4 separate regions of the Mus musculus genome follow, and all the other regions are linked to region 2. Evidence: chromatin contacts called from public HiCAR-type and HiChIP or PLAC-seq data. All regions are on one chromosome and are shown on one strand. Each heading gives the region's core, a stretch centred on a gene start, on an enhancer-like site or on the middle of the called end of the contact. The rest is flanking DNA. Distances are from core to core; before and after follow the strand shown.

Region 1 (6,011 bases), core at 104-2,603, 190 kb before region 2:
CCCCACCTTCTCTGCCTCTACCCCTTTTCCAAGTCCTCACTCCCCTTCCCCCTTAATAAACTTTCCTTATATCGGATCTGTAATGGTGTGATTTCTCAAGTGGACACCTTGACATATGCCCGCCAGGTACCTCCTTACTCCAGCTGCTGCCGCATTTTATTTCATAACACAAACCACCAGTTTCTTGGCCTAGGATGCTGGTTGGAGTCTGAGCCCCGTTCCTGCCTGTGTTTTTGACTGGGTGCATGCCACGCTGGATCCCACTTTCCCATACCTTGTCTCAAAGGACCTTACTACATCCATTTCTTTGCACCACACCCCCCTCCAAACTGGCACACAATTTCTAGGAGGAAACTTCTAGAAGAACAAGAGTGTTTTTAATTCTAGCATCTCTGTGTGTGTGTGTGTGTGTGTGTGTGTGTGTGTGTTGAGGGTGCCTCTTGGGCACTTCCTAGGAGATAAAGATGATGTTCGTAGTGTTGACAGTCAAGGCAGCGAGAAACGGAAACATTAGGGACAGCCAGAACACAACTAAGTCAGACTGTAATTTGCTAAGCCCTATACCAAAATCCTTGCCAACCACACCATTGTTCTGTGCTTGCCTGGATTTCCATTCTAACTGAGCTGCTCAGTGAAGCCACACTGGGGCCTCCCCTAGATCCTGGGTTAGGCCATTAGCGATGCCAGCTCCCTTCACACCCACAAAGAGATGCTGCCTGGAGCTAAGACACAGGGATCCTCTGGAGGCTCCAGGCTGTCCAGAGAAGTTCTCGGCGGTCCCCACCCCTTGGACGGGTTTCCAAGCTTTAGACAGCTCACTTGTCAAAACACCTTGAAATAGTCAGGCTAGGTACAATATAAACATTCGTGTAGTTACAGGATAATAATTACACCCTCCATGTACATAACACCTTTCTCCCCCAGAGCAGCCGACTCCTGCATTATCTCATTAGTTCTCCCATCCCTGGGAGGCAGGGAGGACCCAGTGTGGTTGCCCACAGTTCACAGATGGGAGAGAGAAAAGGAAAGAAGGAAAGGAGGGAGAGAGGGAAGAAAGAGGGAAGGACCTGGCCCAGGGTCACACACTTAGTTACAGGGGTTAGGTGTGGTCTAGCTGGGGACTTGGGGAGAAAAATGGAAAAGCCTCCTCCACTGAGCACTTGAGAGATGGTGCCAGACAGACGGGACCAGGTTTCCTTTGCAGCAGCCTTCTGGGCTGGGAGTCTTCTGGTCCTCACTCTGCAGATGGGGAAAGTATGCACAGAGAAGTGCAGCTGCTTCCAAGGGCGCGTCAGAGGCAGGCCAGCTCCCGGCAGTCCTGAACAGCCAGCAGAACCTCAGCCAGCACCCGGAGCAACCGAGCAAGGCTAGGTAAACAAAGGCAGGGAAGGGGTTGGGCCCCCCTCTGGCCCACAGAGGTCAGAGGTAGCTGAGCAAAAGCTGCTCATTATGTAGCCTTATGGAATCCATAGAAAAGGCCCTAATTCACTGAGAGCTGCACCCCACCCCCATGCCTCTCCCCTCGCTGGTCGCGTTCTCGGGCTCATCCTTTTGACATAGGGACAATTACTGCCATTCATACCCACCCCGACCACCTGCCACCGGCTCATTCTCATGCTCATGGGGCTAAAGAGCAGGCACAAAACCGGCCAAACTGAGATTCCCACCAGACCCAGGAAGGGACCCCTGTGCACCCCCCCACCCCACCCCACCCCCACCCCTGCCAGAGCACAGGGGCAGGAGGCCTCCCTTTACAATTTCCGGGGTCCTGTGGGGACTGGAAAACTCAAGCTAGAGCTGGCAAGGAGGTTGCCTGGCCTGACTGCTCAAGGCATCTCAACTCTCTGGGAGGTCTGACCGGAAGTTACGCCTTTGCGATGCAAAGGCTTGGGTCCCAAGTTCTGACCCTCACAGAGTGTGTGGCTGGAGCTGGGGATTATATATTCAGAAATTCTGTGAACTGGTCGGTATCGGTCACACTGGAAGTTTGAAATGACCTCTGTCAGGACAATACCATGCGCATGGGCAAATGCTGCCTGTCCTCCACCCCACTTGCCCACCCCTGCCTCACAGCCAGCTGTTAAACATTTACAGGCATAGTCACCTTCCAGGAACATCTGGACAGACTGCAAAAGCAAGGCAGGCTCTCGGGCCAGCCAAAATGTCCACTCCTAGCCAGAAACAAGATCCTCTGAGCTGTCCCTGATGGGTATCTGGGCATTCAACATTGTAGAGACACTTTCTTCTAAGCTCCTTCAAAAACCAAGCCAAACTAACAAGATTATTATTTGAACCCAAAGAATGGATTCTCTGTATAGAGAGTGAGTGTTGGCTCTTTGGCACCATTTGCTAAGACACCAAACCACACGTTCATCATGATACTTGCAAACACTGAATGGATTAGACTGAACTGGGTTATTTTTTAAAAGAGGCTTCAGGTCCTGGGTTCAATTCCTGACAATCATGTGGTACCTCACAGCCATCTAATATGTAATCTTATGCCCTCTTCTGGCACACAGGTGTACATGCAGATAAAGCACTCATACACATGAAATAAATAATAAATTAAAAAAAAAGATACTTCATTTGGTTAATGAATCAATGTACAGGTGTCAAGGGTGATGTTTTAGTCGGCATATAAACATATGCTGGTTAATAGTGGCAATTTGGCAGACAGGATCTGGACTGACTTAGGCTCTGGTGATGCATTTGAGGGATTATCCAGATGAGATTAACTGAGGTGAGCTAGCAGACCCACCTCAGAGGCAGGCAGCATCCACAGGCTGAGGTAGAAGAAGCAGGCTGAGCAGAGCACAGGCATTCACGGCTCTTTCCTGACTGCAGCTGCCTCAAGCTCCTGCCACCACACCTTACCCACACGATGAACTTTACCACAGCTCTGTAAGCCGTAATAAACCCTTCCTTCCCTCTTTAGGTTGCATCCGTTGAGTATCTCACTGCAGCAATGAGTCAAGTGTCTAATATAACGTGTGTGGCCGCCTTCCGATGGTGGAGTAACAAGGACTCTCCCACCCTGTACAGGGCCTGCCTAGAGGTGGATGGACCTCCTTGTGGTCTTTGAAACACTTCTCAGGATGCTGAGGGACATTGTGAGGTCCAGTGAAATTGTCTGTCTGTGCAACTTACCAGAAGGCAAGAGAGAATCCTGCCCTAAAACAGGAGGCATTTGGGAGCTGTTTTCATGGTAAAGGCTGGAGAACAGAACTTAGTTTTGAAACAGCCATGTTTGCAGCCATTGCGGGGATGTTGCTTTCTCCTGAGTGTAGTGTAAAGAAAGTGAATAAACAAGCTACGGGCAGAGCCTCCAACTGCTGTCCACTGAAAAGCTGTGGTTGCTATCTCTTTGGAAAGCATTTTATACCTTGTTCATCGCCCACTCTGAGACTTGCCCATGTAGTCAGTCCTAAATCCTCTACACAAACCCTACAGGTCCTTGCAAATCCCAAACCCTGGGGTTGGATGCAGGAGCAGCTCTGGTCTTCACCAGGTTTATCTCAGTAACTCAAGGACTCTTTAAACCTCCTGCCTAAGCCTAATCAAGCCCTTTCTCCAGGCTACACATGTAATTAATTCTAATTAATTCTAATCTCTTGCAGTCCTAGGATTAGGCCAAACCCAGGACCTGGCACATGCCCTTTACCACTGAGCTAAATCTCTATCCCATCTTTATCTCTTCAACTAGGAAGAAACAACTTAAAATGCTCCCCATCTATGCACCAGTATTTATTGTTCACCCATCATGCACCTAACCTTGTGTGGACCTAAGAGTAGAGGGTATAGAGGAAAACAGGTGGAATTGTCCTGCCTTCCCAGAGACAATGACTATCCAGAAAGTTTGGGGCACATCCAAGAGGACTTCTGACCTCAAACTCACATATCAATAAAAGCTTTTGGGGTTATGATAGTTACCTGAGGGTACGGAGAAAATGCCCATATTGAGGAATCAAAATTTATTTTCTGGAAAGGCCATCCCCTATAGTTCCAAACAGTATAAAAACATAACCATGTAGTGAATGCAGAACTTTGGCTCGGGGTGTCTTTCCAAAGGCCTGTATGTTAAATGCTTGGTCTTCAGGCTGACACTACTGGGGAGTGGTGGAAGCCTTTACAAGGTAGGCCTAGGGAAGGAGGTTTTAGGTCCAAAAGGGAGGGGTGTGCCTTGAAGTAGCCAATGGGATCTAAGCACCCCTTTCTCTTGTCTTTGCTTCTAGGCTACCATGATGTAAGAGATCCCTCCTCCCCTCCTCCCCTCCTCCCCTCCTCCCCTCCTCCCCTCCTCCCCTCCTCCCCTCCTCCCCTCCTCCCCTCCTCCCCTCCTCCCCTCCTCCCCTCCTCCCCTCCTCCCCTCCTCCCCTCCTCCCCTCCTCCCCTCCTCCCCTCCTTCCTCCTCCTCCCCTCCTCCCCTCCTCCCCTCCTTCCTCCTCCTCCCCTCCTCCCCTCCTCCCCTCCTCCCCTCCTCCCCTCCTCCCCTCCTCCCCTCCTCCCCTCCTCCCCTCCTCCCCTCCTTCCTCCTCCTCCCCTCCTCCCCTCCTTCCTCCTCCTCCCCTCCTCCCTACTACGTACTGGCCCTCACTGCAGCCCCAAAAGCAACAGGCCAACTGACAAGGGACTGGAACCTCCAACACTGCCAACCAAAAGGAAAGTACGTAAAGTACACAAAGCTGATTAGCACTCGGAAGGTTTCAGGCTAGGCGGTCTGGGTTCTAACTACCCAGTTCTGCCTGTTGTAGCACAGCTGGTCATAAGCAACAGGAAAACAAATGAGTATGGCTGTGTTCCAGAAAAATCTGAATCGTGGATGCTGAAGTCTAAATTCCTATCATCTTTAGTTGTCATAAAATACGATCTTTTTAGTTTTTCACTCTAAAAGTGGTCAAAGTCGCTCTTAGCTCCTAGATCAGATTGTCCTCGAGACAGTGATCTCATCCCCTGATTCAGATGAAGGATGTTGGAGGAGGTAGATGTAGGCTTCAGGGCTTCCAGGCTGTGGGATGGCCTAGAGGTGCCCAAAGGATGAACCCTGTTTTGGACTTTACCCTACGTGTGCTTGATGGATTTTCAGTGGAACACTCATTTGTTAAATACATTTTTGGGCTTTTTTTTTTTTTTTTTTTTTTTGCTTTGCTTTGAGCTTTTTGGGGGTGGTGCATTAAGTGTTGGCAGAGCAATCCTGAGGGAACCACACCTACTCTAATTCACACATTTGTATAACAATGAAAGTTCCCTAAATCCAATCTGCATACAGAGCTTCCACAGTCAATAGGGCCGAGTCACTAAGTCCCCACATCAGCCACTGTCATCCAACAGAAGTCAGCTAATGACAGCTGTTCTGGGTGGCTAACTGCTGCATATGGCTGCTTTGCTGACTTCCAAACACAGACTGGGTTTAAGAGCCTGGTTTTTGGGAGGCCTTCTCCCTACCTCTCCTGTGCTCTGATACTTCGAAGCTCTCCTTTGCTTTATCGTTGTGGCTTCTCCACGCTCAACAGGCGGCCACAGTGATGGAAACAGTGCATCACTGTGAGGTTCTGGCCACAGGAGGCCTCCACACACCACTGAACCCTGTTGTGTGGGACATCTGTAGCAGTTGTAGTAGTTGGAGCAGGGAGTATTTGGATCAAAGCTGCTACATTCCCAAGACCACGGCTACACTGCCAACCTTCCTTCTCAGCTCCTTCTTGCCTTCCATCATGTTCTCCTTTCTTGTTCTTTGTGTTGCCTGACCTCTGAGTTCACTGGAGTCAACTCTTTTCATTCAATCCAGAACTGTCTAAGGGACTGCTTTAGGCAACCAGGAAAGGTTTAGTTGAAGAAACAGCCTTGAGGAGAGCCCTGAACTTATATGCCCTTTCATCTTTGCTTCTATTGAGTCTGATTTTGAGATTTTATTATTTTAATTGTGTGAATGTGTGTATGTGTGTGGGGGGTGGGGTGGGGGAGGGATGCACACACAGGCCTGTGTCTGATCCTCAAAGGAACTGAAGTTGCAG
Region 2 (6,637 bases), core at 3,304-5,803:
TGGGTTGAAGCTGATGAGGCAAAAGCCCGTTGGAATTCTGGACATTCATCAATAGTATGATGCTCCAACACTCGTGATAGTGAGTGACTGGAAAGAAGAAGATTCCTCCTCCTCAAATCTCCTAGTCCCTGTACGGAAGTTTAGCACTGTCTAAAGCCTGAGAGGCCGAGCTTCTCTGCGTTAGCCTCCTGTACCGGGATGGCTGTTGGCTTTCAGTTCAAGTTTTGAATCTGAAATGCGCAAAGAGGACGTTTAATTATTTACTGGGGGCTGATGGCTTCACACCCACGGTGCGGCTAAGGATAACATTGACCTTCTGGTGTTACCTCTGCCTCTTAGAGTCCTTGGGTCACAGGCATGCACCACTATGCCTGGCCCTGCGTGCCCTTCGCTGACGTGTCAAATGCAATGCAAACAGAGAAATAGAAAACTGGATTTTCACGGAAATCGGGTGTTCGAATACACATTATTTGGAGTCGTACTATTAGATTTCTTTCTTTCTGTCTGTCTGTCTGTCTGGTTGGTTGATTTGGTTTGGTTTGGTTTTCCAAGACAGGGGTTCTCTGTGAAGCTCTGACTGTCCTGGAACTCACTTTATAGACCAGGCTGGCCTCAAACTCAAACATCTGCCTGCCTCTGCCTCCCAAGTGCAGGGATTAAAAGCTATGCCACCACTGCCCAGCCACTCTCAGATTTCTTGGAGTTCTATGTCAACTCAGTTACCTTGTTCTCCCTAAAATTACTGTAATTACCAATCCAGCTGATAGGCCATGTAGGCCATGTAGGCCTTAGGTACATTATTTCGCATGTGGGCTCATATGTTTAAAAAAAGAAAAAGACAGAGTCTTGGTGCTTCTCAGTATCTGAAGAAACTGAATTTAAGAGTAAGCTGCTTTCTCTAATAAGGGTTCACTCGAAGAGTTTCCAGATCACTGACTCCCCCTGCCTCCATCTTCCCATCTCGGAAATGGGGAGAATATTCCTCACCCCTGCAGGCCTAGGGATGCATGTTGCTGAGACCAGCCATTTTTCTGCATTTGAAATTCTTCCAATACAGGAAACTCATTTCCCTCTTTCCATCCAAGTTCCTGTTAGATTGAAAGGCGTTATAAACAAGGAGGCAAAAAACTGATTTTTTTTTTTTTTTTTTTTTTTTTTTTAGCTTTCTAACTCAACGGTTTACAGTGACTGAGGAAGGGTTTTGTGCAGTGCTTGGTTTGGTTGGCTTTTCTATGTTTGGGTGACTTTTGTTTGGTTGTTTGGTTGGTTGGTTGGTTTTAGCCTTTCTCTTATTGTGGGACTTTTTAATTTTATTTTTACTTATTTATCTTTATTTTATTTTTACCATACTGGGCACATCTGAGAAATCCAAAGGAGGGACAGTTATTGGCCCCTTTAGCATTTCGTGTCAGCAGATCTCACCAGCTCTAAGCACTAGGCCAGCAAGGAAGAAACCCGGGTCAGAGCCAGCAGGTGAATTAAAGACACAGAGGGTATTGAGAAGAAGGCCTTAGCACAGCATTTGTCAGCCTTGCTAATGTGGTGACCCTGTAACACAGTTCCTCACGTTGTGGTGACCCCAACCATATTATTCCATGGCTACTTCATAACTGTAATTTGCCACTGTTAAGAACTGTAATGTAAATATCAGTGTTTTTCGATGGTCATAGGCGAGCAACCCTGTAAAAGGGTTGACCCATCCCCAAAGGGGTCAAAACCCACAGGTTTTAGCAGATGATAAATTTTCTCTTCCCAGTGTGGGCAATTTGATGACAAGTGGACAAGTGCCCACTAAAGGGTGGGACTATGGGAGGGACTTCCACAGCCCACAGCTTGCAGTGGCTCAATCCAGCTGTGTAACCACCCGCACCCAAGTTCACGAAATAATGACTCTAAGACTGAAGAATCATGAATAATTGCCTAGGGTGAAAGCTTTGGCTAATTCCCAACTCAGTTATCCTGTTTATTCTACGTCCCGCCACGTGGCTGGTCACCTCTTCTCAGCTTCATGGACTGTCTTCCTCAGAGTTTGGGGGGAAGCTCTCTGGTGTCTGACTCCATCCTAGAATCCCAGTCTTTCTTCTGAATGTCCCACCTTCTAATCCTGCCTCAGCTCATTGGCCATCAGCTTTTTATTGACAGGTAATGCTTCCACACAGTGCACAGAGATTCTCTCTACACAGCTGTATCACTGAATATAATCCCAGTACCCGCTGGTCCGCGCACGCGCACGCTCACGAGCAGCCTCACCTAACAGCTCAGGATGTCTCCTTTCTCGCCAGCTCCACCTTGCTCTGCTTTTTGGTTGCTAAGGAGCTGCCCTTCAGCTGCTGGAGGACAGGGGTTCTTGATCCAACTGCGCGATGGAACAAAACGCCTCAAAACCCCACTACCCCACAGTGTCCGATTTTGCTTGGTGTTAGATCCTGCTTTTTTTGTTTGGTTGGTTTGGATTTCTTTAACTCTTCAAATGATTCTGATGAGCAGCAGCTGAGATTTAACAGCTCTGGGGGGGGGGGGGATTTCTGGACAGTGAAATCGCTCCTGTGACTCAGGGAGAGAGGGAAGAGGGTATCAAATGGGAGAACGAACCCAACCCATGGTAACCCTGGGACGCCACCAAAGGCCAAGCCGACCCTTTGGCTTCCCTGCCTCTCCTCAGTGTCATGTATTTGTTCTCAGGATAAAGAAAGAAACCCTTCCCCTGCCTTAGAGGCTGTGGCTCCTCCCCAAGCTCCCCCCTCCTCTCAGCCTTTACTCGCTTGCCAGTTCTGTCAAGTCCCTAGAGGTGCTCCACACCCTCCCAGCAGCTGGCCTGTGCCATCCTTTTTCCCTTCTCGATCAGCGGGACTAAAGCCCCACCTGGCTCCTTAAAACTTATCTCTGGACGCTTATGCTGAAAGAAACTGACAGAGAGGACAGGCTGGGGATGGTAGCTCTGCAGCTGAGCACTTGCCTGGCATGGGAAGACATCCTGATTATAGTCCTCAGCAGCACTGGATAATGGTAGCACACGCCTTTAATCCCAGCACTCAGGAGGCAGAGGAAATTGGATCTCTGTGAGTTCAAAACCAGCCTGGTCTACAGAGTGAGCTCCAGGACAGCCAGGGCTACATAAGGACACCCTGTCTCAAAAATCCACACTCTACCGGAAGGGCATGGACACAGGGGAGTTTGCATTTATTTTGTCTCATTATTCTTTTGTGTGTTAACCCAATAGGAACGTGGAAGTGAACTTGACTCTCATGAAGAACCAGGAGGACCCCTCAGAGGAAATGCCAAAGACAGCCAAGGTAGAGTGAGCTGGCGATTCGTGAATCCTTTCACTGGGACTGCCCAGATAGAACTCGGTGTTGTTCAGACCCATTAACAGAGAAGTCTTTCCATGTCCCTTCAAAGCATGAACTGGAAGTTAGAAGCAGAGGCCTCTGTCTGTCGAATGCAAATGCAAGCGACATGTTTTCTGTTCTTCCATTATTTAAAGATTTCTTTCCTGCTGGAGACTGCAGACTGAGACAAGAGTAGAGACTTCGGGGACAGACACAAACCCCACCCCCACCCCAAGCATCCACCCTTCTCCACCTCCTGCTTTCATGGAGGTGTGCATATGCTGGTGAGGCGGCTAGGGTTCCATGCCTACAGACATGCTGGTACGAGAAAGCAGGACCTTCTCTTTAGAGGCCTAGCTGCTGTCGACCAGAGCCCTGGCTGGCAAGAATGCCAAAGAGGCACAGGTCTTTAATCCTAGCACTTGGGAGATAAAGATAGGTAGATCTCTGGGAGTTCAAGGCCAGCCTGGTCTCCTTAGTTCCAGGACAGCCAGCACTACAGAGAGATCCTTTCTCAAACGAACAGTGTGCCTTGGTGGAGGCTTCCTTCAAAAACAAGTTTATATTGATCATGACGGGTGGTAGTAGTTCTAAGAAATACTGAGCCTGGGGCCACTGGGTGTGGAGGCACTCACAGTTCATAGCTCAGAGACTGAATTAGGCTCTCAATGCTTTTGTGGGCACCTAGGCATATTACTACCCCACTGGGCTCTGGCAGCAGGACTGTTCCTTACCCATTATAGCTTCTAGTTTTGGTTTGGTATGGTTTCAGTTTCGGTTTTAGTTTTAGTTTTGCTTGTGTGTTTTAAGACAGTCTCAGTGTGTGACTTTGGCTGTCCTGGAACTCACAGAAATCCCCCTGCCCCTGCCCCCGCCCCTGCCTCTTATTAGCATTAAAGGTGGGTGTCATTGCTTCTTGCAGAAGTGAAAACCCCTTACCTTTCTTTCTTTCTTTCTTTCTTTCTTTCTTTCTTTCTTTCTTTCATTCAAGATTATTTTCTGTATATGAGTACACTGTTGCTATCTTCAGCCACATCACAAGGGCATCAGATCCCATTACAGATGGTTGTGAGCCACCGTGTGGTTGCTGGGAATTGAACTCAGGACCTCTGGAAGAGAAGCCAATGCTCTTAACCAGTGAGCCATCTCTCCAGCCCCACTTACATTTCTAAGGGTGGGTTCCAGGCCAGACAGAAGCCATGTGCTTATTGTTGCTACACAATGTACAGCAGAGGGAGCAAGCGGGCCTGAACTCCAGCCTGGGCTCTGAAACCTAAACCATGTGACTCACAGAGAGGGCGCCTTTTTTCTTTCCTGGCCCCTTAAAGTCACAAGCGAATGCATGCCCAGCTGCAGGTCTGTGCTACTAAACTGAACCTGAACTGTGTAGCAGGCTACAAGCACCTTCACCTCTCCACGCCTGGCATCCTTTTCTGCCTCAGGGACTGGTAAAAGAACTTTACTCTTTAAGCGGTGATGAGGAACGAAAAAAAAAAATGATGTCCCTTAATAAATACCAACCTCAATTTGGACATTGCAGCAAATTAATATCTTCCCTCTGTGGTCACTACCAAACTGTGAAACAACACTGACTCTGCCTCCTTAAGTGGAAGGTTTTGATCTTTCCTGTTTATCTTCCACTGTTTCTTCCCATCCTACTCAAAAATAATTTTATACTGATTTTATTATTTCTAAATGTATTTATTTTTATTTTCTGTGTATGGGTGTTTTACCGGCATGTACGTCTGTGTATCATGTGCATGCAGTGCCTGAGGAGACCAACAGAGGGCGTCAGATCCCCTGCAACCCTACTTACAGATGGTTGTGAGCCACCATGTGCTTGCTGGAAATAGAACCCAGGACCTCTGCAAGAGGAGCCAATGCTCTTAACCGCTGAGCCATCTCTCCAGCCCTATACTGATATTTAATGTCATTCTTTGTGGGTATCTGATAAGAATATATTTTGGGAGTATGAGGCCTAGGTTGGTCAGGATTTTAAGCAAGAATTCTTCTAACATGAGGCTCTGTCACCTCCATGCTCAAAGCTGAGTGACACTAGCCAGGAAAATGTACCCTGATCTTCAGATTGTCCCTGTTGTAAATCACAGATCCAGAATGCGAACCCTGGCAGGCTCCAGCGTCTTAGCCAAGTGCAGCGGGGGCTTTAGGCACCACAGAACATGGCCCAAGCTAAGCCATGACTGAGTCAGTCAAAACAGATTTCCTGTCTCATGACGCCAGGGCCGGCTCCGGCCGAGTCCTCGGAGGTTAGCCAGACATTCTCAATGCAATGAAATGCCACTGCAGAAAGTCACCGGAGGCCTGTGCCTGTCTCAATGACAAATGCTAATTTTTAGAAAGGCTTTCCGGTCTTGGAAGGCAAGAAGAAGGAAATTCCAAGGAAGTGCTTTTAGCTGTTTAAAGAACAATTCTCCCCTTTGGTCTTAATGGTCATGTTGTTTTTCCTACTTTAAATTCAGTAGTGACCTGCACGGTTTATTATAAGGAGTGAGCCAGATACTAGGGATACATCTCAGTGTTATAACACTTTCTAGGATGTGTGAGGCCCTGGGTTCAGTCACCAGTATTACATGGATTGCATATATATACACACACACACACACATTAGTACATTTTTTAAAAAAAGTATGAGTGATCTAGTGAGAGGACTTAGAATTCTTTTGCAAGTTTCCACAAGATAAGGTTCACCAGCAACCTCCAAATCTGGGCAGACTGGGGAAACAGTCCCAAAGCCCAAGGAAAGGATAAAAGGTCAATTCTAGTTACTTCCTAGATCAGTGGTTCTGAAACGTTAGTGCACTTCAGAAGCACCTACACGTTTTGGTTTGGTTTGGTTTGGTTTGGTTTGGTTTGGTTTGGTTTGGTTTTAAGACAGGGTTTCTCTGTGTAGCCGTGGCCATCCTGGAACTTGCTCTGTAGACCAGCGATCCACCTGGCTCTGCCTCATGAGTGCTGGGATTAAAGATGTGCACCACCCCCACCCCCACCCCCACCCCCACAGCCAGCCATCACCTGAAAAGTTTGTGAAAGGTTTCTGATGGCACTTGCCTGGAATTCTGGCAGTTAAAAGGCTATGGTGTGCAGCAAACAAACTCAAGGCCAGCCTGGGCTATAGAGACAGACCCTGTTTCCAAAGTTAAACAAAGGGTTAGAGAGATGACTCTGTAGTTAGGGGAGCTCTCTGCCCTTCCAGAGGCCATGAGTTTAATTTCCAGCACCTACATCAGGTGACTAACGACTGCCTGTAACCTCAGCTCCAGCATATCTATCGCCCTCTTCTGGCCACC
Region 3 (6,320 bases), core at 780-3,279, 160 kb before region 2:
GGTAGAGGAAGAAATTACAGCAAGCGGCTCTGCTCCTGGCTATGAATCTAGCAGGTGATAATGTTGATCAAATAGGAAGCTGGAAGCCATCCAAGAGTAGGCCACTGGGAGAATGGATAAGTACGGTAAAGTCACGTCATAGAATGTGGCACAAAACTAGAAGCGGTAAATTAAATATACTTATAACAGCTTGGAGAGGACCTTTAAAATGTGGTACTAAGTAAGAATAACAACAACAACGCAAAAGGTAAAAAAAATAAATTCCAAAGGCATTTATGGAAATAAAAGATACAGACGGACATCAACATTTGAGCATAGCAAGTGGTCCAGCTTCCTCCACTGGGGTGGCAGTCATCGCTTCCCTCTTCCAAATTATGTTTATCATAACAATTACCACCTTCCAATCTACTGATAACTTTCCTTTGTAAACAGAGAAAAGGAGTATACAGGGTCTCACTTTGTAGCCCTGGCTGGCCTACATACAGACTAAGCTGGCCTCAAAGCTGCGGTGATCCTCCTGCCTCTGCCTCCTGAACGCAGTGAGTTGTTGTACAGGCCACCATGCAAAGCATTCGTGTTGGTAATTTCTTTCTTTTCTGTATTTGTTTTCAGGTGCTGAGCACTGAACCCAGAGCCTTGAGCATGCTGAGCAAACACTACCACTAGGCCTTCTTCTTCATTGTCTTTTGCTTCTTAACAGAGTCTGAGATCCCACCCACGCTGGCCTCAGCCAGAATGCTGTTGAGAATGGCTGATAGGTTATTTCTCTGCTGGTGAGAGGAGCCAATTCGAGCCAGATCGGAATATATTAAAGGCGGGTTTGTTGGGAAGCTGCTCTCAGGTGAATTCACTGGCCTCAATGTTGTCTTGGGGGGAGGGAGTGAGGGAGTGGGAAGAGAGGGGAGGAGGGAGGGAGGGAAGGAGGGAAGGAGGGAGGGAGGGAGGGAGGGAGAAAGAAAGAAAGAAAACAAGCCTGGGTTATATAGGGAGGAGCCTGGGTTGGGGAGCAGCCCAGAGGCTGAAAAGTTAGAGGTTGGGGGCAGGGTATGCCAGGTCGGGACTGAGGGATGCTGGGAGAACCTGGAGGCCAGGTCTGTTTTGTAGAATATGCCCCTCAGTCCCTTGTCCCAGGATCTGAAACCAAATAATGGCCTTGAACCTGGAACTTCTGGTGCTCTTGCCTCTGCCTCCTGACCGCTGGAGTTACAGATGTGTGCTGCCATAGTGTTTTTGTGCTGCTGGGGATGAAAACCCAGTGCTTTGTGTGTATTAGCCTAGCTCTACCAACCGGGCTCCAGCCCTGCAGTCCTTTCTTTCTTTTAAACCCATAAGTAAATGTGTATCATCCTGTTAGAATATGCATCCCATGAGAGCAAGGGTCTTTGTCAAGTTTGTTCACCAATGTGGCCCACAAAAGTCTGGCACAAAGCAGGAAACTCAACAAACATGTGTTGAATGAATTGATGACTGAGATACAATATACGTTGAGCAAGAATATGTAAGTCGAAAAGATCCGCTTTAAAGGCCGTAAGCGTGAATGCCTATGGACTGCAGGGAATACGAGGAAATAAGTCCTAAGGAAGCAGGAGAGGGTTTCAGGGGAAAGTGGGGGATGAAAGAGAGACAGTTGATTGGGAGGGCATCAGGCAGGAGCCATCAGACAGAAGCTGTAGGAACACTCTGGGCTTGGGCAAGTAGGGGGACTTGTTCTCCCTCCTCCCTGTGTCAGCCATGTCTACCCCTTCTAAGGCGTCAGATCTTGGCAACATAAGCCCAAAGCTACTGAGTCCCTGTGCTAGGAGCTCAAAAGTCTGAAAGAATCCAGGGGGAAGGCCCTCCTGGCCCATCTTAGGAAAGATACCGGTCAGAAGAATCCGCCCCAGATACCACTCAGGCCCACAGAAGTTTAGCCAGTTTGTGGATTTGGAATTCCAACTAGTTAACAAGCATTTGCAGGTTTAAAGCACAACAAAGACTGTATTCATGCTAGAAAGGTCTTTATAAGTCTTCAGTTTCCGTACCACCTCCGTACCTGAGGAGAGGCTTTAGAAAAACAATCCTCAGGCAGCCTTCCCACTGAGATTCCGACTCAAAGGATCCCTGGGGAATCTGTTTTGTGGGTTTTTTTTGTTTTGTTTTGTTTTGTTTTGCTTTGTTTTTTGATTCTCCAGGTAGTTGTGGACCAAAGCCACTTCCAGGCAGACCATCAGTTTGCATCAAGCATCCTCCTCTGGTGGAAGCAGGAATTCTCTGGGAGGTGGTAGCTGGTGGAACCTTCAGAAGCCAGTGCAAGGAGAGCAAGGGGTGCCGGCCTGCAGACAATGAGGCAAACACCCCCTCAGCCCTGCTTTAGCATCAACATTCCAGGTTCACCCACCTGGGCCCTTGGTCACCAGGAGACCTCACATGTACACGCAGGCTATAACCTGCCCTAAGCCCTGATCCAGCTGCTCTTCCCAAGCAACTGTCAGCCGGCTGAAAACAAAGGCGATTGTTCTCTCAAGAATGCTTTGCAGGGAGGTAGCTGTCTGTCCATCCTTTCCCTCTCCCCCAATCCCTTCCGGCCTAGGTTCCCACCTTTAATCCCCCGGAGAGAAGGTGTTCTAAATAGGGCTGCTCTTGGCACCTTCCTGGGTCCAATTTGGAAGTCACCACTGGTGTGCTCCTGTGTGGTTACTGGTCCACAATCCTCCAGCTCCGAGTGAGCACCCTCATTTTCTACACTGGAGGCTGAGGTTCGGGTAGAGGAAGGCATTTTAAAAAAAAAAAAGGAAAAAAACCCACACACTTGGAGATGCCAGGCTTCCTACGGGAATCTTCCTTTTATCGACCGGAGAGTCTCGTCTGCCCCTGCCCCCACCCGATGAAGCAGTAAATTGTAACAAGAGAATCTGGCTGAACAAGTTTCTGGTTCCTCGCTATCTTGTGGACAAAGAACTCTTTGAATATGGTTTCTGTGTTTGGCTTCTAGCAATGGAGTGGAAAGTGATGTTTTCACTATTGCTGGAATTTTCTCCCTTCGGCAATGTCCAATAACGGCCATTCACGAGGAAGGCGGCATTGGGTCCCATGGGGGCAGGGAGGCCACGTGGCAGGAGAGCTGTGGCCAGACCATTTCCTGCTAATTAACCTGTGGATATTGATAATATTTCTCTCTGGGACACTGCTGTAGATAAGGCGTCTGTCCCTTGCTGGTCACCAAAGCATCAATAGGCAGACGGCCCCAGTTTAACAGGGTCCATAATCCAAGCTTGCTGGAGATGAGTGATTGATAGAAAGCGATCGCTTTAAAAGGAGTCCAAATCTAAACAGAATGTGTCTGGTTACTAACAAAATTAAATTACCCTCTGCTGAAGGAACTTCCCTTCCAGGGAAAATAAACTTACCGTTGCAGATAAAATAGAAACGTGGGCATAAATTCTTGGCGACTCCTAAGAACAAGCAAGGGAGAGTGTCAAATTTATGAGCTTAATTTTATTTCGTGTTTTCCCCCATTTTGATATACTTTGTTGGCAAGAAAGTACAAAAAGAAGTAGCAGGGGAAGCTATATTCGAAGGGTCAAAAGCCTAATAGATTGTTGCAAAGTACCTGGAGGCCTAGGCTTTATTTAACTCTCTTCTCTGGGCTCTTCTGGGAAATTACTTTTTTCCCCCTCTTTCCTTCCTTCCTAGAAACATGATAAGCAGGCTGCTGAAGAGAGAAGGGCCAGGTATGGATTCTTCCTGACTGGGACGGTCTCTCTCTGCTTTCAGGCCTGCACAGTCTTGGGCTCTGAGGAGGACAGACAGTCTTCATGGGAAAGCCTGTGCTCACAAGTAATGCAGACAGATTCCAAGTTGGGGGGAGGTGGGGGGGGGGATGGCCTCTGGATCTAAAACTGTTTAGGGAGGTTGGGAGAACTCTCCAGAGAATGGACGAAGCCCCGACTCAATCCAGGGCTAACCCATGAGAGACATCCCCAAAGCACCGCTAAGCCGCAAGCCCGGAGCCTGCAGGTGCTACTGATCAAAGAGCATGGAGGTTCCAGTAGGCAGACTTGGTTTATTAAGTGTTCCCTGGGAATGAGGCCGGCCTATGAGGCCCAGGCTTTAACAACGGCACCCCTTTCTTGTCTTTGAAGTCAGTTTCTAAGTCTCTACCCTGACAGAGAAACTTTATCTCCCCCACCCTTGGAGCCCCGATTGGTTATTTCTCCGATGTGGAGACAGTGAGCTCAGCTAGACCCTACACAGCCCTCTTCTGAAGAGAGACACGCCATCGGTGCGGCACTGTGCTTAGAAGAAATGTGCACTTATTTAACTTTAACGGAACGGGCTACAGTGTCCTGTCAGGGAAGGTGCCTCCGCTGTCCCTCTTCATGAACCCCACCAAGCTGGGTGGGTTACCAGGATCTGCGTGTGGTGGTGGTGGGTAGCTCTGTGTGCCTGCTAGGCCGTGGCTCTCCATCCCATGCCCATTGCACTCCCGCGGTGAGCAGCCCAGCTGCAGTGCTGTGGGCAGCCCAGCCCAGTGGTGACCACAGTGGGGAAAGGCCCTCTGGCACCCACTCCTGTCTTTCTCGGGCTTCCTGTGGGATCTGAGGCTGCTGGTAAGTTCTTCACCACCTGACCCACCAGTGAGCCAGGATCTTAGTCACCAGGGGCTGGGAGGACCTTAGTGTGCCCCGGGCTGCCACAATTAATGTCCCATAAGTGTCGCCCAATTTTTGATGTGCTCTCAGCTATTCTTCTTAAACCCCCCTTTCAACTCACCACTGTTCCTAAAACCCTCCTGTGTGTGTGGCAACGGCTTGAAATTTCACTGCAACCCAGAAAAAATTTAATGAGACTCCATTATCTTCACTCACTTCCCACTTGTTGATCTCCTGTGTGATCAACACCAGCAAGAAAACAGCAAACTAGGCTGGCCTTCATCTCTGAGGCAGCATATCCAGCTGATCATTTATTCTTCAGTCTTCCTGGAAATTTCCCGTGTGTTTTTCCCCCGTCTCTTGGGCTCTGCTCTGACGGGATAACCCTGCTAAGTCAGCTAGAGTACTAGAAAAGGAGCCGATTGGTAAAAGCAGACATGGGGTCAAAGGGCAGCTCAGCAGCTTCCTCGTGAGCTTGAAAGACATCGAACTGCTTAACATCTCTCTCCAGGCAGCTGGTGACAATAAACCATTGTCTACAGGGGTTCAGAGGGGGCTGACAAACTAGCAACAGGAGCCAACCGCTCAGTTTGGCGACTGACACATGGTGAAGCCTAAAGTGGTAAGTGTGGGGCTCTATGGGGTATTACTACTGCTGTTGCTGCCATTGGTAACATCTCTGTGCTCCGTGAGGGAAGGTGTCACTTCTGAGCAGCAAGTACTGGGAAGGCCATAGTAGGGACATTTGGTCCTAGAAAGTCTCCCACATCATACCAATTTGAATTGCTTGTGCACAGTGGCATTTTTAAGTAGGGAACTCCAAGACTCTGTCTTTGTAAAAGAAAGAACCCGTTGGGTCTGTTGTTTTGTTTTTACTTACATGTGATTCTTCAGTTTCTAGGAAATCAATCTCTTCCCCCCCTTAATTGTGTTCTCTGGTAAATCTAGCAGGAAATAAAACATGATGCTGGTCTGCAGTTTCACTCTGAGTTACCAGAGGAGGGAAACATCACAGTGGTTAGCAATTCAATAAATTCAATAAAACGTCAGGAGCTAAAGCTGTCCTGTATGAGAGTACTCATTGTCTTCTTCCCTCCGTCTGTCTTTCTTCCCCCCCCCCCCACCCAACTTCCTTTCTACTTTCCTTATGTCCTCCTATCCTCCTCTCAACTTCCTTCCTCCCTCCCTTCATCTCTCCATCCCCCACCTCTCCTTTCTTTTTGTAGCTTTGACAAGTCAGATGAGACTAAAGGGCACATGACAATTGACACCTCCTTTCTTCAACACCTCAGATGAGTAGGAGATAAATAACATTGTGGAACCACCCTGTAGCATTTCACAGCTGAGCTTACAGGGGTCAAAATACAGAAGAATTGGGGGTCTGGAGAAATGGCTCAGCAGTTAAGAGTCCTGGCTGCTCTTGCAGAGGACCATAGCTCGATTCCCAGCACCCACACGGCAGCTCACAACAGTCTGTAACTCCAGTTCCAAGGGATCAGGTACCACCTACTGGCCTCCTTGGGGAACCAGTTATGCATGTAGCATGTAGCCATGTAGGCAGGCAAAATACTCATACATGTAAAATAAAACAAAAATAATTCCAAATAGGGGCTGGAGAAATGGCCTACCAGCTATGTGCGTTTGCTGCTCTTCCAGAGGACCTAGGTTTGATTCCCAGCACCCACATGG
Region 4 (6,778 bases), core at 2,983-5,482, 230 kb before region 2:
AATATATACTAATCTTGTTGTGTGGCTCAGGATTACCTCAGACTTCTGAGTAACTGGGACTCTAGACACTCACACACACCACACAGACCACACACAATATATACACACTTACACATATACACTCACTCTCATACACTTACTCTCTCACACACACATACCACATAAACATACATACACACCACCCACACAATGCACACACATACCATACAAATGCCATATACAACTGTATATACCCATACACACATACATACATACCACACAGACATACATACACACATATACACATACAGACACAGAAATAGTAACTTTTTAAAAAGCTCCCTTTTCCTTCTGTCGTCCTTTCCTTTCCTTTCTTCCCATAAAACTTAGTCCTATGAATCCAATAAGGAAACTGTGGTCCCTTCTGGGAGGTGAAAGCCCATGTGGCCTGTGCTTGGTTACTACCCAGGGGACAGCTCTGTGCTGTCCTGGAGAAGGTGAGGGGGGGGGACAACTGTTTCTCAGGTAAGACAAGGCTAGAAAGTTTCTTCTGGGAAGACAAACAAGTGGTCATTTGACAGAGAAACAGAAAAAAAATACTTTTATGAATATTATAGAAGGTTCTAGAATTACAAAAAGTAAGTTCTTACAGAGGAACACTGGAGTAGCTAAAGATGGAGATGGTGAGAGAGGATCTCTTTTCCCAGGCTCCCATGCTTCCACATCCCTTCTGTGCAAGGACACCTGGATCTCTTCAGGAAACTGTCCAAACAAAACTGAATACAAGCAGTGGTGTAAGTGTCTGTGTGTGTGATTGTGTGTGAGTGTGCATACAGGCAAGCAAGTGCATGTATATGCATGTGTGAGAGACTGGAGTTGTGATGAATAAATTTGTTAAAGATTGGAATTCTTGTCTACCATTCCTTCTGATCTCTGGTTGCATAAGATATCATTTGTTTAAGTTGACAAGCTCGTGACATCAACCTCAAAGGTGAGGGCTTCCTCTGTCAGCCAGAGATTTGTTGAAACCCTTTTTGAATGTGATCATTATATTTTTCAGAATGCGCATCTCTTGGATGTCAAGGGAATGTGTAAGTTTCCCACCAACTCTGTTCCCCTCTGCCTACCCACTTCCCTTTCAGGCCAGTGAGCAGTTCCTGGCTTTGTGGTCGGGATTCAGGAACTCATCAATAGAAAAGTGACATGCCTGAGCAAAAGATATAGCACAGGGTTGTTGCATTATCCACATCTTTCCTTCCAGTTTCATTGTTTGTTTTTGAACTAAAATTCATATGCCATAGTATTTGCCTGGTTAAGAGTATATGATCCAAGCCAGGCCATGGTGACACATGTCTTTAATACCGGCACTCTGGAGGCAGAGACGGGAGGATCTCTGAGTTTGAGGCCAGCCTAGTTTACACAGTGAGGTACAGGACAGCCAGTCCTACACAGAGAAACTGTGTCTCAAGAAACCAACCAACCAAACAACCAAACAAACAAAAACCCTAAAAGGAGCATATGATTCAGTGGGGCTTTAGGGTTCATCTATTTGTTTTTGTGAGAAGAGTCTCTAGCCCAAACTAGCTTCAAACTTGTTCTGTAACCAAAGATTATCTTGAACTTTAGATCCCCCCTGCCTCTACTGCCAGATGCTGGGATTGTATGTAAACCCACCTTACCACGCCAGTTTTATGTGAGGCTAGAGAAAGAACCCAGAATTTGGTGTGGTGCAGGCTAGGCAAATACTTGACCTCCAGCCCCCAATCCAGTGGTTTTTAATATGTTCATACAGTTCACATACAATATGTGGCTACCAGAACAATACATTTAGGATTTACTGCCCCCAAAGAAAGGGCATACCCTTTTCCAGTAGCCCTTCCTCTGCCCCCTACTCCTTTATCCTTCACCGGAGGCGATCACTGATCTGATTTCTGTCTGCGTGCTTTGCTTATTCTGGACGTTGCTTCTAACAGAATCATATGCTGTATGATCCTTATCATGGGTCTTTCAGTTCATATAAGGCTTTCAAACTTTATTTTGTATTATCTTCTAGTTTTTCATTTTATTTTATGGTTAAAAAATACGCATTTTGTGAATAAACTGTACTTCATTTGTTCCTTTGATAGATATGCATGCTGTTTTTCAGTTTGGGGCTGCTGAATAATTGCTATGGACATTTATGGTCAAATTTTCATGAGGCCTGTTTTCCATCTCTTGATATAGATATAAAAGTGACTCATGTGAATGTTCTATGTTTGGCATTTTTGAGAACTACCAGCCTGTTTTCCCATACTTACTATCCTAGTTTCTATCGCTGTGATGAAACACCATAACCAAAAACCAAGTTGGGGAAGAATAGATTTGTTTGGCTTACACTTCCACATTATAGTCTGTTCCTAAAGTAGGCCAGGACAGGAACCTGGAGGCAGAAGCTGATGCAGAGGCCATAGAGGAATGCTGTTTACTGGCTTGCTTCCTGTGGCTTACTCAGTCTGCTTTTTCATAGAAGCCAGGACTGCCAATGAAGGGATGGTACCACCACAATGGACCGAGCCCTCTTCTATTTATCATTCATTAAGAAGATGCCCCAACACCAGATCTTATGGAGGCTGATTCAAATTGACATAAAACTATCCAGCACGCGCACACACACACACACACACACACACACACACATATATTTGCACCTTTAAAATATGAATTAGACCTGGAGGTAAAGTACTTTAATGTGGATTAGGTCCTGGGTTTAACCTCATAACACCAAAAATCAAAACTAAAGTGAAACAAACAGGTAGTGTTAACTCTTCAAATGTCTGGCTTCCCTCTCACACTGCACACAGCAGTATGTGCTTGTCCATGGTTGTGGCTTCATTACTGAACCAGAGCATCGTGTCCCTGATGCTCAAGCTGTGGCATCCTGGGACACCGCTGACCTTGGCTTAAAAGGCCCTCCCAGGAGAATCCCAGGTTCACTCCTCAGACTCATGGAGGAACAGTTTCCTTCTACCAGTCTCTTTTACTGGCTGGATGGGAGCTCTCATCCAAAAGGCCTGAGGTGGTTTGAAGGCTTAGTCCTCAGTTGGTGGGACTGTTTGGGAAGGATTGGGAGGTGTGGCTTTGCTTAAAAAAGGTGTGTCATGGGGGCAGTCTTTGAGGTTTCAAAAGGACATGACATTCCCATTAGCAGGACTCTCTCTCTCTCTCTCTCTCTCTCTCTCTCTCTCTCTCTCTCTCTCTCTCTCTCCCCCCCCCCCTCTTTCTCGATTATGGATCATATGTAACCTCCAAAACCATTCCAGAAAGCCTGCTGCCATGTTCCCTGCCATGATGGTCACAGACTTACATTCTGGAACTGTTAGTCATCAAATTAAAGTGTGTGTGTGTGTGTGTGTGTGTGTGTGAGTGTTTGTGTGTGTGTGTGTTTACAAATTGGCAGGCTGGAGAGATGGCTCAGCAATTAAGCACACTGACTGTTCTTGCAGAGGTCCTGAGTTCAGTTCCCAGCAACCACCGGTGGCTCACAACCATCTGTAATGGAATCTGATGCCCTCTTCTGGTGTGTCTGAAGAGAGTAACTTTGTACTTACATACATAAAATAAATAAAAATTTTAGCTGGGCAGTGGTGGCACAAGCCTTTAATCCCAGCACTCGGGAGGCAGAGACAGGTGGATTTCTGAGTTCGAAGCCAGCCTGGTCTACAGAGTGAGTTCCAGGACAGCCAGGGCTATACAGAGAAACCCTGTCTCAAAAAACCAAAAATTATAATAAATAAATAAATATTTTAAAAATAATTTTTTTAAAAAAAGAATAACTGTGGTTGGGAATGAATAAAGTTTGGCGGTTCTTCAAGATTACAAATTGGCTTGGTCATGGTGTTTTGTCACAGCAGCAAAACAGTAACTAAGACAGAAGCTCTGCTCCTTTTCCCAGCACACCCCTATCTACAGAATCATTCAAGTTTAGGGTAAAGGCCTGGAGTTTCTTAACCCGAGCAGCATGGGGAAGAAAAACCAAGTGAGGACTTATGACCAGAAGACCTAAGCAGTTCTTCCTCCCCTTGGTGGATTCCAGTATCCAATTCTGGGGAGGGGCCAAGGGATAAAGAAAGTACTGTGCTATTGGGTGGTGGTAACAAGCCTGTGGAGGGGAGTGCTGGCCCCCACAGCAGACCACCCACCTATTCTGTGCCAGCCACTAAACATCAGCCCTCTATTCATCCCCATCCTTGGGGAGGAAACCGTGGGCTCAGGGATGAAAACAATTGCCCTGCCTGCCCCAGAGCAGCGGAAGGCAGAATTGAGCAGAAGACAAACGAGGGTGAATCCCAGACCGCTCTGAGCCGGTTCACTAGCCCCGCGATCTGGACTCCAGATGCAGGCAGTGAACGCTTGGCCCCACGTGCTCTGGGAGAATCCACCGGACATCATTCAGTGGCCTTCCGACTCGAGCACCTGGCCCACCACAAGCGGGCAGCTGTCACTGCTATTTTGGAGGCAATCATATATTTTTAATGACCTGCAAAATCTCCCTGTGAGAAGGGAGGGAGAGTTGAAATTACAGCCAAGCAATTTGCATTGCGAATCAAGTTGTCCTCCCTCCTGCCCTCCACGAATATGCAGAAATAAATGCCTCCTAATGAACCCTGGGGGCCTGGGGCTTTGATATGCATTCTGCTGGAGGGGTAAAGAGTCCTAAGCAGACTGAGACCCAGCAGGAAGTTGGAGCAGGAGGCCAAGGCAGTCCTCTTCCAGCCTTGGAGGAAGGAAATTGGATTATCTTGCTAGCAGTTGGTGGTTTTCTATCGCTTAGAACCACAGATGAGAGCCTCTCCTAGCCAGAACTGGAGTCAGTGCTATTTAACCAGCAGGCTCCTGGCCCTGCTACACCTTCCCCAGGCTGGCTTTGCTCACTGTATGCCCCAACCAGACTCCCCAAGTCTTCAGGCACTCCAAAGCTTTTTATCTTTTCCAGGATTTAAGAAAACCTGCTGGGAGCTGGAGAGATGGCTCAGCAGCTGAGAGGACCAGCTGATCTTCCAGAGGTCCTGAGTTCAAATCCCAGCAACCACACGGTGGCTCACAATCATCTGTAATGGAATCTGATTCCATCTTCTGCTATGCATGAAAACAGAGCATTCATATACATAAAATAAACAAATAAGTGTGTGTGTGTGTGTGTGGTCTGTGTATCTATACAAGTCTGTGATACTGATGGGGCTGTGTTGAGTTTGTGTTGTGAGTCTGAGGGTGTATGGACTTGGTATTTGTGTCAGCTTTCCAGTGTTTGCCAGTAATGGTTTGTGTGGACTTGTGAAAGGGCGAGAAGAGAAAGCCTGTTCGTTGCCTTCCTTCTGGATAGCAGCAAGGTCAGCGCAGAAAAAGGGGCTCCACAGGAGATCACAAGGTCCCTGGAGCCCCCTCCCCCCAAGTCACACCCTTTCCGGGACTAAAGGCGCCTCCGGCTGATCCTTCCCTCTAAACATCTTGCACGGCCATGCAAGGCCCCTCCAAGTTTAGACAAATAGGTCTGGCCTTCAGTCAGCTGGCACCCAATCCTACCCACCGGGATGAGTAGCCTCAGCTGTCTGCCCACTTCCTCTTTAAGTGATAGCCTGTGGATGGCAGATCCACCACCTTGTGGTAGACACTTGTGTGTTAATAAATGTGAGAGACTGGCATGCGTGGACTGGTAACTACTCAGTGCTCTGGGGCCACAGTGTGACAACCAGTATTGGAAGAAGATGATTTAGCCTAGGGTCTTAGAGCATCTCCAGGTACAACAGGTACAGGCCCGGACTAGGGCAGTGCCCATGGGAATAACCCCATTCCAGTATCAGTAAAGTCTTTCAGGATTTCTTTATTGCTGAAGACGCAGTGAGCACATATTTTGGCAACATCCCTATCAAGGTGACCCTGGAGGCAAGAGAGAAAGAAAAAAAAAAGAGAGAGAGAAAGGTATTGTTTTTTAGAAAACCACTTGAGTCATCACATTAATTAAAAGTAATTGAGAAATGACTGGATTGTTTTATTTAGACAACACCAACATTTAGGCTGTCCTAAACCCACGTTCTTCTTCTCCGCCTCCCTAGGGCCGGGATTGCAAGTTCATAGCACCATGCAAGTGTTGGAGTTTGACTTAAATGAATTTAAATACAAGACGACATTGATGAGACAACCAGGAAGTTTTGAAACCTGGGTGGCTATCAGTTAATATTCAGGAATTATTGTTGATGTTTTTAGATGTAATAATAGTATTGTGCTTATGTTAAAGTCAAGATCGTCTTTACTGTTTAGAAAATATGCTGAAATATCCATGGATTAAATAATGACTTCAAATAATCTCAATAGATGGCAGTTTGAGAGGCAGCAAGGGTACCAAACATAATCGGCAGGTGACAGTTCATAAAGGGCTTGGATTTTTTGGTTTGTTTCCATTATTTGTTTGTTTGTTTGTTTGTTTTGGATACAAGGTTTCTCTGCATAGCCGCGACTGTCCTGAAATACATTCTGTGGACCAGGCTAGGCTGGAACTCAGAAATTGGCCTGCCTCTGCCTCAGGAGTGTTGGGATTAAAAGTGTGCACTACCACCACCACCACTGGGCTTACAAAGGGTTTTATTAGTACATCTTTTTTTTTGAACTTTGTTTGTTTGGACATTTCCACAGTTAGAATTTGAAGAGAAAAGAGACACACATTCTTGTGGAGATGCCCCTCGGAGGATGTTGTGCCCTGTCACCACATCACCAGGGCATGGTGATTCACAGGGGACCCTGGACAAAGGAGGAGGCCTGCAGCTGA

Evidence for each region. HiCAR-type assays count read pairs that join an accessible place to other places. HiChIP or PLAC-seq counts read pairs in DNA pulled down with a chosen protein or histone mark.
Region 1: a HiCAR-type map of embryonic stem cells shows a contact between it and region 2, with 2.4 times the contacts expected there. The contact joins two enhancer-like sites. A contact is called at or near these places in 14 of 484 Hi-C or Micro-C datasets (the Ba/F3 cell line, the G1E-ER4 cell line, astrocytes and 8 more), 10 of 115 datasets of contacts at active chromatin or transcription factors (T-cell acute lymphoblastic leukemia, bone marrow-derived macrophages, embryonic basal ganglia and 1 more) and 1 of 9 other capture datasets (embryonic stem cells).
Region 3: a contact with region 2 is called in an H3K27ac HiChIP or PLAC-seq map of embryonic stem cells, with 20 read pairs. The contact joins two enhancer-like sites. A contact is called at or near these places in 4 of 484 Hi-C or Micro-C datasets (the N1E-115 cell line, beige adipocytes, bone marrow-derived macrophages and 1 more), 9 of 115 datasets of contacts at active chromatin or transcription factors (T-cell acute lymphoblastic leukemia, bone marrow-derived macrophages, embryonic basal ganglia and 1 more) and 2 of 9 other capture datasets (adipose tissue and embryonic stem cells).
Region 4: a contact with region 2 is called in an H3K27ac HiChIP or PLAC-seq map of embryonic stem cells, with 16 read pairs. The contact joins two enhancer-like sites. A contact is called at or near these places in 4 of 484 Hi-C or Micro-C datasets (bone marrow-derived macrophages, cerebellar granule neurons, embryonic stem cells and 1 more), 11 of 115 datasets of contacts at active chromatin or transcription factors (bone marrow-derived macrophages, embryonic stem cells, pancreatic cancer cells and 1 more) and 2 of 9 other capture datasets (adipose tissue and embryonic stem cells).

What each region holds. Positions count from the first base shown.
Region 1 is chr1:59,421,793-59,427,803 of GRCm38.p6, forward strand. No RefSeq gene overlaps it. Among named protein-coding and RNA genes, the nearest start is that of Gm33724, 5.9 kb to the left of the region's middle. Within about 2 kb of position 1,354, at least 53 of the 459 cell types and tissues checked have an H3K27ac peak or open chromatin away from gene starts, as enhancers often do. A contact at or near this core is called in embryonic stem cells, where this site is marked.
Region 2 is chr1:59,604,513-59,611,149 of GRCm38.p6, forward strand. Gm973 (predicted gene 973) reads left to right here. Exons shown (of 19, transcript NM_001357842.1): 11 at 3,221-3,293. Among named protein-coding and RNA genes, the nearest start is that of Gm39648, 12 kb to the left of the region's middle. Within about 2 kb of position 4,554, at least 51 of the 459 cell types and tissues checked have an H3K27ac peak or open chromatin away from gene starts, as enhancers often do. A contact at or near this core is called in the N1E-115 cell line and embryonic stem cells, where this site is marked.
Region 3 is chr1:59,446,647-59,452,966 of GRCm38.p6, forward strand. No RefSeq gene overlaps it. Among named protein-coding and RNA genes, the nearest start is that of Gm33774, 8.8 kb to the right of the region's middle. Within about 2 kb of position 2,030, at least 54 of the 459 cell types and tissues checked have an H3K27ac peak or open chromatin away from gene starts, as enhancers often do. A contact at or near this core is called in the N1E-115 cell line and embryonic stem cells, where this site is marked.
Region 4 is chr1:59,372,014-59,378,791 of GRCm38.p6, forward strand. No RefSeq gene overlaps it. Among named protein-coding and RNA genes, the nearest start is that of Gm51625, 7.0 kb to the left of the region's middle. Within about 2 kb of position 4,233, at least 47 of the 459 cell types and tissues checked have an H3K27ac peak or open chromatin away from gene starts, as enhancers often do. A contact at or near this core is called in embryonic stem cells, where this site is marked.